Linked DNA regions of Mus musculus: regions 1 and 3 are each linked to region 2. Evidence: chromatin contacts called from public Hi-C data. All regions are on one chromosome and are shown on one strand. The core of a region is the stretch at or near the end of the contact, and the rest is flanking DNA. Distances in the headings are between cores, read along the strand shown. Region 1 overlaps Arid1b (AT rich interactive domain 1B (SWI-like)). Region 2 has its middle 14 kb from the start of Gm34507. Region 3 overlaps Arid1b (AT rich interactive domain 1B (SWI-like)).

The links. A called contact is a pair of places that touch in the nucleus more often than the background predicts.
Region 1: a contact with region 2 is called in a Hi-C map of liver, with 2.4 times the contacts expected there. The contact joins two enhancer-like sites. A contact is called at or near these places in 3 of 484 Hi-C or Micro-C datasets (CD4 T cells, adipose-derived mesenchymal stem cells and liver) and 1 of 115 datasets of contacts at active chromatin or transcription factors (pancreatic cancer cells).
Region 3: a contact with region 2 is called in a Hi-C map of liver, with 2.3 times the contacts expected there. The contact joins two enhancer-like sites. A contact is called at or near these places in 3 of 484 Hi-C or Micro-C datasets (cerebellum and liver) and 1 of 115 datasets of contacts at active chromatin or transcription factors (pancreatic cancer cells).

Annotation. Positions count from the first base shown.
Region 1 is chr17:5,136,792-5,139,491 of GRCm38.p6, forward strand. The region is part of intron 4 of Arid1b (AT rich interactive domain 1B (SWI-like)); the gene reads left to right. Among named protein-coding and RNA genes, the nearest start is that of Gm34854, 86 kb to the right of the region's middle. Within about 2 kb of position 1,325, at least 239 of the 459 cell types and tissues checked have an H3K27ac peak or open chromatin away from gene starts, as enhancers often do. A contact at or near this core is called in liver, where this site is marked.
Region 2 is chr17:4,920,654-4,923,353 of GRCm38.p6, forward strand. No RefSeq gene overlaps it. Among named protein-coding and RNA genes, the nearest start is that of Gm34507, 14 kb to the left of the region's middle. Within about 2 kb of position 1,373, at least 23 of the 459 cell types and tissues checked have an H3K27ac peak or open chromatin away from gene starts, as enhancers often do. A contact at or near this core is called in liver, where this site is marked.
Region 3 is chr17:5,088,308-5,091,007 of GRCm38.p6, forward strand. All of the region lies in intron 2 of Arid1b (AT rich interactive domain 1B (SWI-like)), which reads left to right. Among named protein-coding and RNA genes, the nearest start is that of Arid1b, 95 kb to the left of the region's middle. Within about 2 kb of position 1,369, at least 66 of the 459 cell types and tissues checked have an H3K27ac peak or open chromatin away from gene starts, as enhancers often do. A contact at or near this core is called in liver, where this site is marked.

The sequences.
Region 1 (2,700 bases), core at 75-2,574, 220 kb after region 2:
GACGCTCTAACCTAATGCTCAAAGTCTTTTTCTCTATGGAAGTGTATGAAAGCGGCTTGGGTGAATTTTCTTGCAGCTGTCCGTTACTGCTTTTTGCTTGAGAATTAGAAAGAAATGTGTTTATTTTGTATGGATCAGTGGGCACCTTTAATGGCAAGAAGCTTGCTGTGACAAAGGACCGGGTCTCCTGTGAGGTTTGTATTCAGGCTGTGCTTCTGGAAGGACTTGAGTTGACCTAAAGTCACACATTCCTATGTAAAGAAAAGCTGTTCTAAGACATTACAATTTGTTGGGGGTGGGGTAGGATGGAAAAACAAACGAGCCCGGATAATGATGTGACCGCAAATGGAGGTCCAGTTTAAGGCTGCGTCCCAGCTACCATGGTAAAGAGAGAAATTCAAGGTTATATAATTTTTAATATAAAGGCAAAATTCGTTATATCTTAGGGAACTTCACCTTCTATGATTTTGTAGAAGGAAATGTTCTATAAAGAAACATAAAATGATCCTGAGAAAATAATGAAACTGATATGGAAATAGAGGCCTGTTCTGTGCAGTAAGAGCCGTGATCCCATATTATTTGGAAGCTTATAGGGGTCTTGAATGAGACCTTCCGGCCCACGTGAGTGGACAGGGTCCTGAGTGAGGCCTTAAGTCCCGCCCACGTGATGGACAGTTGAAGTCCCGCCCACGTGATGGACAGTTGAAGTCCCGCCCACGTGATGGACAGTTGAAGGGTTTTCTAGAACTCGATTGACTTGTTTAACTGTCAAAATTATAAATCTAGCAATTGTGTTCAAAGGAGTGGTTTATTGAGCCCATTTTTATATTTCATGGAAACTTTTAAAATAGTTCCCTTAATCATAAGCATGTAGCAGAATAAAAACTCAATATAAAACTTAATAACATAGCTAAATTGCAAGTAGTTTTATAATCTTTTTCTTTTGAGATAGGTGTGCAGGTGACGTTTTCCTTTGTCATTTGAAACTTCGGGTTTGTGTTTTCATGGGAGAAATTGGCTTTTCCATTAGTTATGAAATTGGGGGGGAATGTGATGGCTGGGACTTTGGGTGCTGGCCCTGTTCTGGTGACTTGCGGCCACCGTCTGGTGCATGTCACCCACTGGTGAGATGTGAATTCAGTCTCTCATGAACCTCTAGACTCGGGCTCACTGTCAGGTGTGAGCTTCTGAGAACAGGAGGCCTGTCTGTCTGTCTGTCTGTCCAGCACTTCCTGAGGAGGGACTTGCTGGCCTGACTCCTCTGTCTCCACCCCAGGAGAGGTCAGGGGAAGCAGCTTGGGCCTCCAGGTAGACTTTAGTCACAGCTCTTGACCCTGTAAAGAGAGGGTCTGGGTGCCTGCCAAGGAGCCAGCAGGGACAAAGGACAGCAGCCCTGATGTGAAACTGTCTCTCCTTCTCCTGGGTAGGAAGCTTGGGCTGCCTCTCAGGTCCATGAAAGGGGTGACTCTGCCGTTCCTGCTTCTATAAGAAACTAACTCTTAGGCTTATAACTAGTCAGCAGAAAGTGAGTTCACGCTACATTGTGTTTATTCCTGCAGACAGTAATATAATAATTGATCTGTCTTTGTTTGTGGCCTACCTTCATTATCTTGTTCCTAACTTCAAGTAGAAGAAAATCATATATATAAAACTTTTCAGGATGACATTAACTCCAGCAAGAGTCTCCTGAATTTCCACAACCACACTTGTCCAGAACTTGGTGAGTTTTCAACTCTGAGATCTTGATCAGCTGTGTTACTGCTGGGCAGCCTTACTCATTTGCAGTGTTTTTAAGAAGCTCACAACTTACACATCTGTGATTGGTGGTTGTAAGAAAAGCCGGGGCGGGGCGGGGGGGGGGGGGCGGCAGGCAGGTGTCCTTCCAAGCTCAGTGCAGGAGGACGTGGGCCCAGCTCCTGTGAAACAGTCATAAGCATTCAGTTTAGCAGTCATGGGGGTGGTTTTGCAAGTCCTCTGAACAAACATGCAGACCCTTAGTCACTCCTACTCTGTCTGAGAAAACCATGGTGGAAGAAACTATTTGCATTTTCTCCTGGGAGCAAGGAAGAAGCAAGAAGTCTGTGTCATGCTATTGAGGTTCCTTCCTGTTTACTTTTGGTTTTACTCCCAGCATCCCCTGGTGTTGCTTGACTAAGGCAAGTCTTCCCCCAGGAATATGAGACCGTGGTACAGTCCGCTTCATAACGTTCCTGGGTATTTTTATAATTTATCATCAGCTGACACTGCCTGGGTAGAATATTCTTACCACTCCCTCTGGCTGCTGGAAGTCTGAAATTACATCTTTGTCTTTGAAGTCAGGCATACTGTTAGCGTTGCCATGGTGACAGGGTGGGTAATGGCCTAGGCAGACAGGAGATTGGTGCTTAGCATTTAAACGCTGCTGTACACAAGGCCTTGCTTTTTAGAGCTGTTACTGAAGTCTACCCTTTTAGTAAATGTTTAAAAATTACATTTTTACATGGTCTTACTAGATTAATAGTCATGGTTTATTTCGTTTTAACTGCAAGGATAAAAGCATTATTCCGTTAAATGGGTAGCTTCCCCCTCTCTTTTGGTTTATGCATTATTAACACGGGCTTCTCCTGTTTTGCTTGTAACATTTTATAGGCTTTTTAAACACAGAGTCAGATTTGCTCTGTTGCTCCTTTAGTTTTCGGACTTAACCCATTATCTGCTTGA
Region 2 (2,700 bases), core at 123-2,622:
GGCCTGGTGGGTGCCCCCCTTGGACCTCTGTGTGCCATGAGATGTTATTGCCATTTGACATCCTTTTCTTTGGCCACAAAGTGACAGCACCTTTGTGGGTCTTATGACCAGTGTATCTCCTGCTTTGCCATATTCAGGAAGGGTCATACATATGCACCGTTAAACAGCCTGTTTCCCCTCCTTGTATCTGTTTGGCCAAACAAGCTCATTAAGTGTTGTATAGCAGTTGTTGTTAGTCTTTGCTCTTTTTCCTATTTTATAGATGAAAGAAAGTCTAGGAAAGAGGAGCTCTGTGCTTTTCACTAGAAATGCATTCAGAAGAGCAGGAGGAGGGCGGGGGTCTGGCTATCAATGGAGCACTCCCTAGACGAAGATGGTTGGAGACATCACTCAGTCACTAAAGGGTCAGCCCCTGGGTAGAGTGCTTGCCTAGTTTTTTGTGAGGCTCTGCATTCAATCCTCAGCATTTCAAAAGGGGGGGGGGCGGGAGCAGCCAGTGGGCAGTAGCTAGACATCAGGCCTGGTGATAGAGAAACTCGTGTTTGGGAGCATAATCCACACCTTAACACTTGGAGGTAGCCAACACCCTCCTCAGCTTAGACAGGCAAAGAGGTTGAAGGTCAGGGGACTGCACTTTGGCTCCCTCGGATAGGAACTAGAGAACTGGAATGTGAACTAAGTACCTTGGTCTTGGGTCTCATTCCAGCCCACGTCTCTCCAGCAGTGCGCCGTGTGCCCTTGGCGGGTGACCAGCTCCAAAGCTTGGTTGTCTCCTTCAGAGCTGCCTCTCTCCTATTTCCTTCACTTTTTAATTTGATTTCATTTATCATTAGTAGTTGGGGGGGGGGCAATGTGTGTACACAGAGTTGTGTGGAGATCAGTGCACAACATTCAAGACTCAGTCCTTCCCTTCTGTGAGTGTGTCCTTGGGGTGGAAGGCAGACATGCGGCTTCTGCAGCAAGCGCTCTTACCTGCGGAGCCGATTTGCTTGCCCTGGGTTCTACTTCTGAAAAAGCAATACCTATAGAAAGTTTCCCAACTAGAATTAAAATACCATCAGCTAAGGATGGACAGAGGCAGTGGAGGTTAAGTGCACCCTCTACTCTCACAGAGGAAGCAGTTTGATTCCCAGCACCCACATGGTGGCTCACGGCCACCTGAAATTCTCATTCTGGAGGCCCTGCTGCCTCTTCTGACCTTGTCTTCTACTGCACATACCTGGTGACACATGCATGCCTTTAGGTAATATACATACATGCAAAATAAAATAATTATTTAAAAAAAAGTATTGTCGATCTACAATCATTCAACCAGGGTGGTGAGTTACGAAATAGAGTTCAGAAATAAACACAAGATGATAAGAGGGAGCTTCCCGGTCAGTAGAGGAAAACCAGAGTGTTCTGGATAGCACAGGGAAAATCCCGGTGAGTGAAACTAGTCATAGGTGCCTAGTGAAGATGCTTGTTATTTCAATAGAGTACATCCCCCCAGTTTCCACCATGGCTGTTAAACTGTTAAGATTCAGGGTAAAGTTCAGAGTTCTGGAATCTTTTTCTTCCCATACTCTCCATCTTACAACATCCCAACGATAAGACCTCACACATATCCTGCAATACTTCCTGATTCCCCAAACGCCTTCCCTACCCCCAGCAGAGCAGGGTAAATATTTGTTCCCACTGTCTGTGCAGGGACTCTGCAGAGGTTAAGTTCCCAGCAGTGATGGCCCTATGAAATAGAGACAAAGGCCTCCTAACCCCTTGGGCAACTACTCAGCTCTAGATTTAATGTCTCCCGACCCCTCCCCATGTTCACACCACACAACGTAGCAATGGAAAACAGGCAGCATACCTGTGATGATCTCATCCCAGCGACTGTTCTCAAGCTATGGGCTTGCAGTGCTTCCCCGGGACACATACTTTACATAATTACACAGCATAGCTTTATTATAATTTCAGACTCTGTTTTTCCACTTTCTGTGCCTTGAGTCGGCAAATTGCTCGTGGTTTTGGACGAATGACTGATCCCTGCCTTTCCTGTCTCCCACTCACTCCTCTTCTGTAAAGCTACCTGTGTAAAGCTCCACCCCTAATCCATTGTTCACAAGTGAACCCCCTTCGCCTGACTACATGTGATCAGTTCCTCATCTCTTTCCCCACAGAGAGAAGTCCTGTCCTGTTGCTTCTCCCTGGCCTTGGGTCACACAGAGTGTACTTAGTTTCCTTTGCCTTTGGGACTTCCCTCTCGGCCAGCAGCTGTTCCATAGCCTCTGCCCCAAGTGCCTGTAGTAGAAGGAGGTGCCTGTTGCCTTCTGTGAGGTCTGGCCTCTCATTCCTATTCAGGACTCACTCCTCGGTAAACCCATGTCTTCCTGATTTAGCTACAGGAAAGTCATTGTGCAAACCATGAATCATTCCCAAGGTGTCCTCCATGGCCAGGGAGAAACTGCCCCTGAAAGCCACCATTATGTAGACAGTGTCACAGGTTCTGCAGGCAATAAGAAGTCATTCTTTCCACTCACCCAAATCAAACAGACGTTCCCATTTGCCCACTGCAGTCTCTTCCCTTACAACACAGATGGATTGAAAAAGAAAATGGGCAATTCCACATGTAAAAAAAAAAAAAAGAAAGAAACTTAAGTAGGAGTATCTAAGGAGTGTTAGGAATGCTAAAGTGTTAGAGAAAGAAGGGCAAGGAGAAAG
Region 3 (2,700 bases), core at 119-2,618, 170 kb after region 2:
GCTATTATAAATAAGGCTGCTATGAACATAGTGGAACATGTGTTCTTATTACCAGTTGGAACATCTGGGTATATGCCCAGTAGAGGTAAATTGGCTGACCTTCAGCAGAAGGTGGACCTTGCACACTGGGGTGGTAGCGGAGAGACTAGAATGTTGGTGGAGGGCTCTTTAAAGGTAACAAGGAGGTCACCCCACTTTTGCTTTGGAGTCGTTCATGCTATTTAGCAGCTGTACAGACTGGCCCACTGGAAGCACTTGTCAGTCAGGAGACAGGGCTGGAGAGAGCAGGAGTCTGCTCAGCTAAGGAAAGGCATTGGCCTTTCTTGTTTGACCATACATTTATTAATCTTAAGTTGCATGAGAGTTAGGGCACACTCCATGAAGCTTGACAGAGTTAATTTTATGAAAATTAGAAGGTTCACCACTTTGTAAAATGGATAACAATGTTGTAGAATCACTGTCCTAAAGAGGTAGCATAGACTGGAAATACAAATGAGTGTAAGAATCTAAATCAGTTCATGGATAACAGAGTCATCCATGAACTGATCATTTACTTAATGAGAGTAAATAAAGGCTGCTCTGGACACATCCCTGACTCCTGGAAATCGAGGTTACCAGAGGCACTATTGTTTAGTTCCCACAGCCATAAAGAACATTCGCTCTGAAGAGCACTGGTCTGTGATCTGCTAAGGAGGAAGCAGTTGGACCTAGAGGAAGCTCTGAGAGATTCTGTTGGCCAGGAAGAACATAAAGAAACCAAGCAATAGAATGACACCTGCTCTTTCCTGTTTTTATCTGAAAACCTTCTATTGAGTGCGCCTAAAGTTTACTAACAAATTTGCCATTAAAAAAGGCTGTTGTAGCCGGTGGCACACGCCTTTAAGCCCAGCACTTGGGAGGCAGAGGCAGGCAGATTTCTGAGTTTGAGGCCAGCCTGGTCTACAGAGTGAGTTCCAGGACAGCCAGGGCTATACCGAGAAACCCTGTCTCTAGAAACCCTGTCTCGAAAAACCAAAAAAACAAAAAAGCTGCTGTAACAAAAGAACTTTTCATTGTTTCACAAATCAAAATGTAAATCTATGTTACTACAATGAAAAGCCTAAATTTCTTGGTGGGGGGTAGAAGGGTGCTGGTTTGCTAAATCATTCTAAAAAACGTGTTTGTTTTTGAGTCTGAATAAGCAGCAGTGTTTGTGGTGTAAGGTGAACGTGCTGGGAACCAGGGCACAGAAGAGGGGATGGAAGAGGGGGCAGAAGAGGGGACGGGGTCTACAGGGGCCTGAGGCACCTTTGAGCTCCAGCGCACCTCCGCCTTCTGGATCAAAGGCAAGGCCGTCCTTTGACCCTGCAATGATCCTGGAGCCCTGGAGTGCGTTGCCAACTCTTTCTTAGCCCCAGCTCACTTGCCGCCGCGCCCCACCCCCACCTCTGTGCGTGTGTGCTTGTGTGGTGGTTCTGTTCTTGAAGAGAGGTGGAGTAAGGTGGAACAAACTTGACTTGCGTGCATGTGTGCAGCGTGCATGCTGAACACAGTGCTTGTTTGTTGATGGCTTATTTTCAAGTATAAAGAACTAGTTGGAGGAAGCTCTGGAGTAGTTTCTCTTTAGCTGAGTTTGGGACAGGAGCGGGCTCTCTCTCCCTCCCTCTTTTAAATAAAAACATAGAGGAAAAAAAAGCACCTGTGTCCTTGAGTCTTCTCAGTTGGGGTTGGATTAAACCGCTTGGAAGGAAACACTTGCCCAGGTGAAGGCCCTTGCCTTCCTGCAGCCTCCTTTAGGGTGGGCTTGTTGGCCTCAGCACCCCCTCAGCTGCTTCAGCCCTGCATCAGCTGACGTGCTGAATGTCTTGCTGTTTTTCTCTTGCATGGGAAATATTCTGTGAATTTAAAAGCTAGCAGAATTAGCCTCAGCTGAGTGGAACTTAAGTTTTTTTGTTTTGTTTTGTTTTCCTGTGGGTTTTTTTTCAATTGTGTAGATTTTACCTGGAAGGACCTAAATCTAATGAAAAACAGATTGCAATGATTTCTGCTATTAAAGGTAAATTGCTACAGTGTTTGGGTTTTTGTTGTTGTTGTTGACTCTTAGCAGACAGCAGTTGTAAATAATCAGAAATGAATTGCATTTTTTTCTAGGGCCATGAAAAAGGTTTTTACAGGCTACGGGTTTGATAAGAGATTGTAGATAAGTAATTCGTTGTCTGTATGCACCTCCACACTTTCGTATTAAAACAGCATGATTTAGTTCTTGGAAGCTTGTTTCCCTAAGTCCCGGGTCAGGTGCATGGACAGGGCTCCTTATGACGTCTGTCGTGGGAACCAGTGTGCTTAGTGGCTCTGTCAGGTTTTGACTCCGTCTCCCTGCAGTGAGTCTGCTGATGTTGGACAGTTGGATTTCTGCATTTCCAACACGCAGAATTAAACGCCCAGCTGTGCAAATGTTTGCTTAGTTGGTTCATTTTTTTTCTTTAAGATAAATACCTAGAGACAGAATTCAAGGAAAAAAGATGTTGCTTCTATACACACTGTGACCTAGCTTAGAGACTTGCTTTTTTATTTGAATAGAAGTCATAATTATTTCAATATGCCCAGTTGCTCTGTATTTTTCTTATGTCAAGTAAAAACCTGTGAAACAACCATTAGGCACCTAGCTTGAATATGTTAAATATGTGTTTTAAAATAACTTATGGGTTAGTAAAAGTGTGC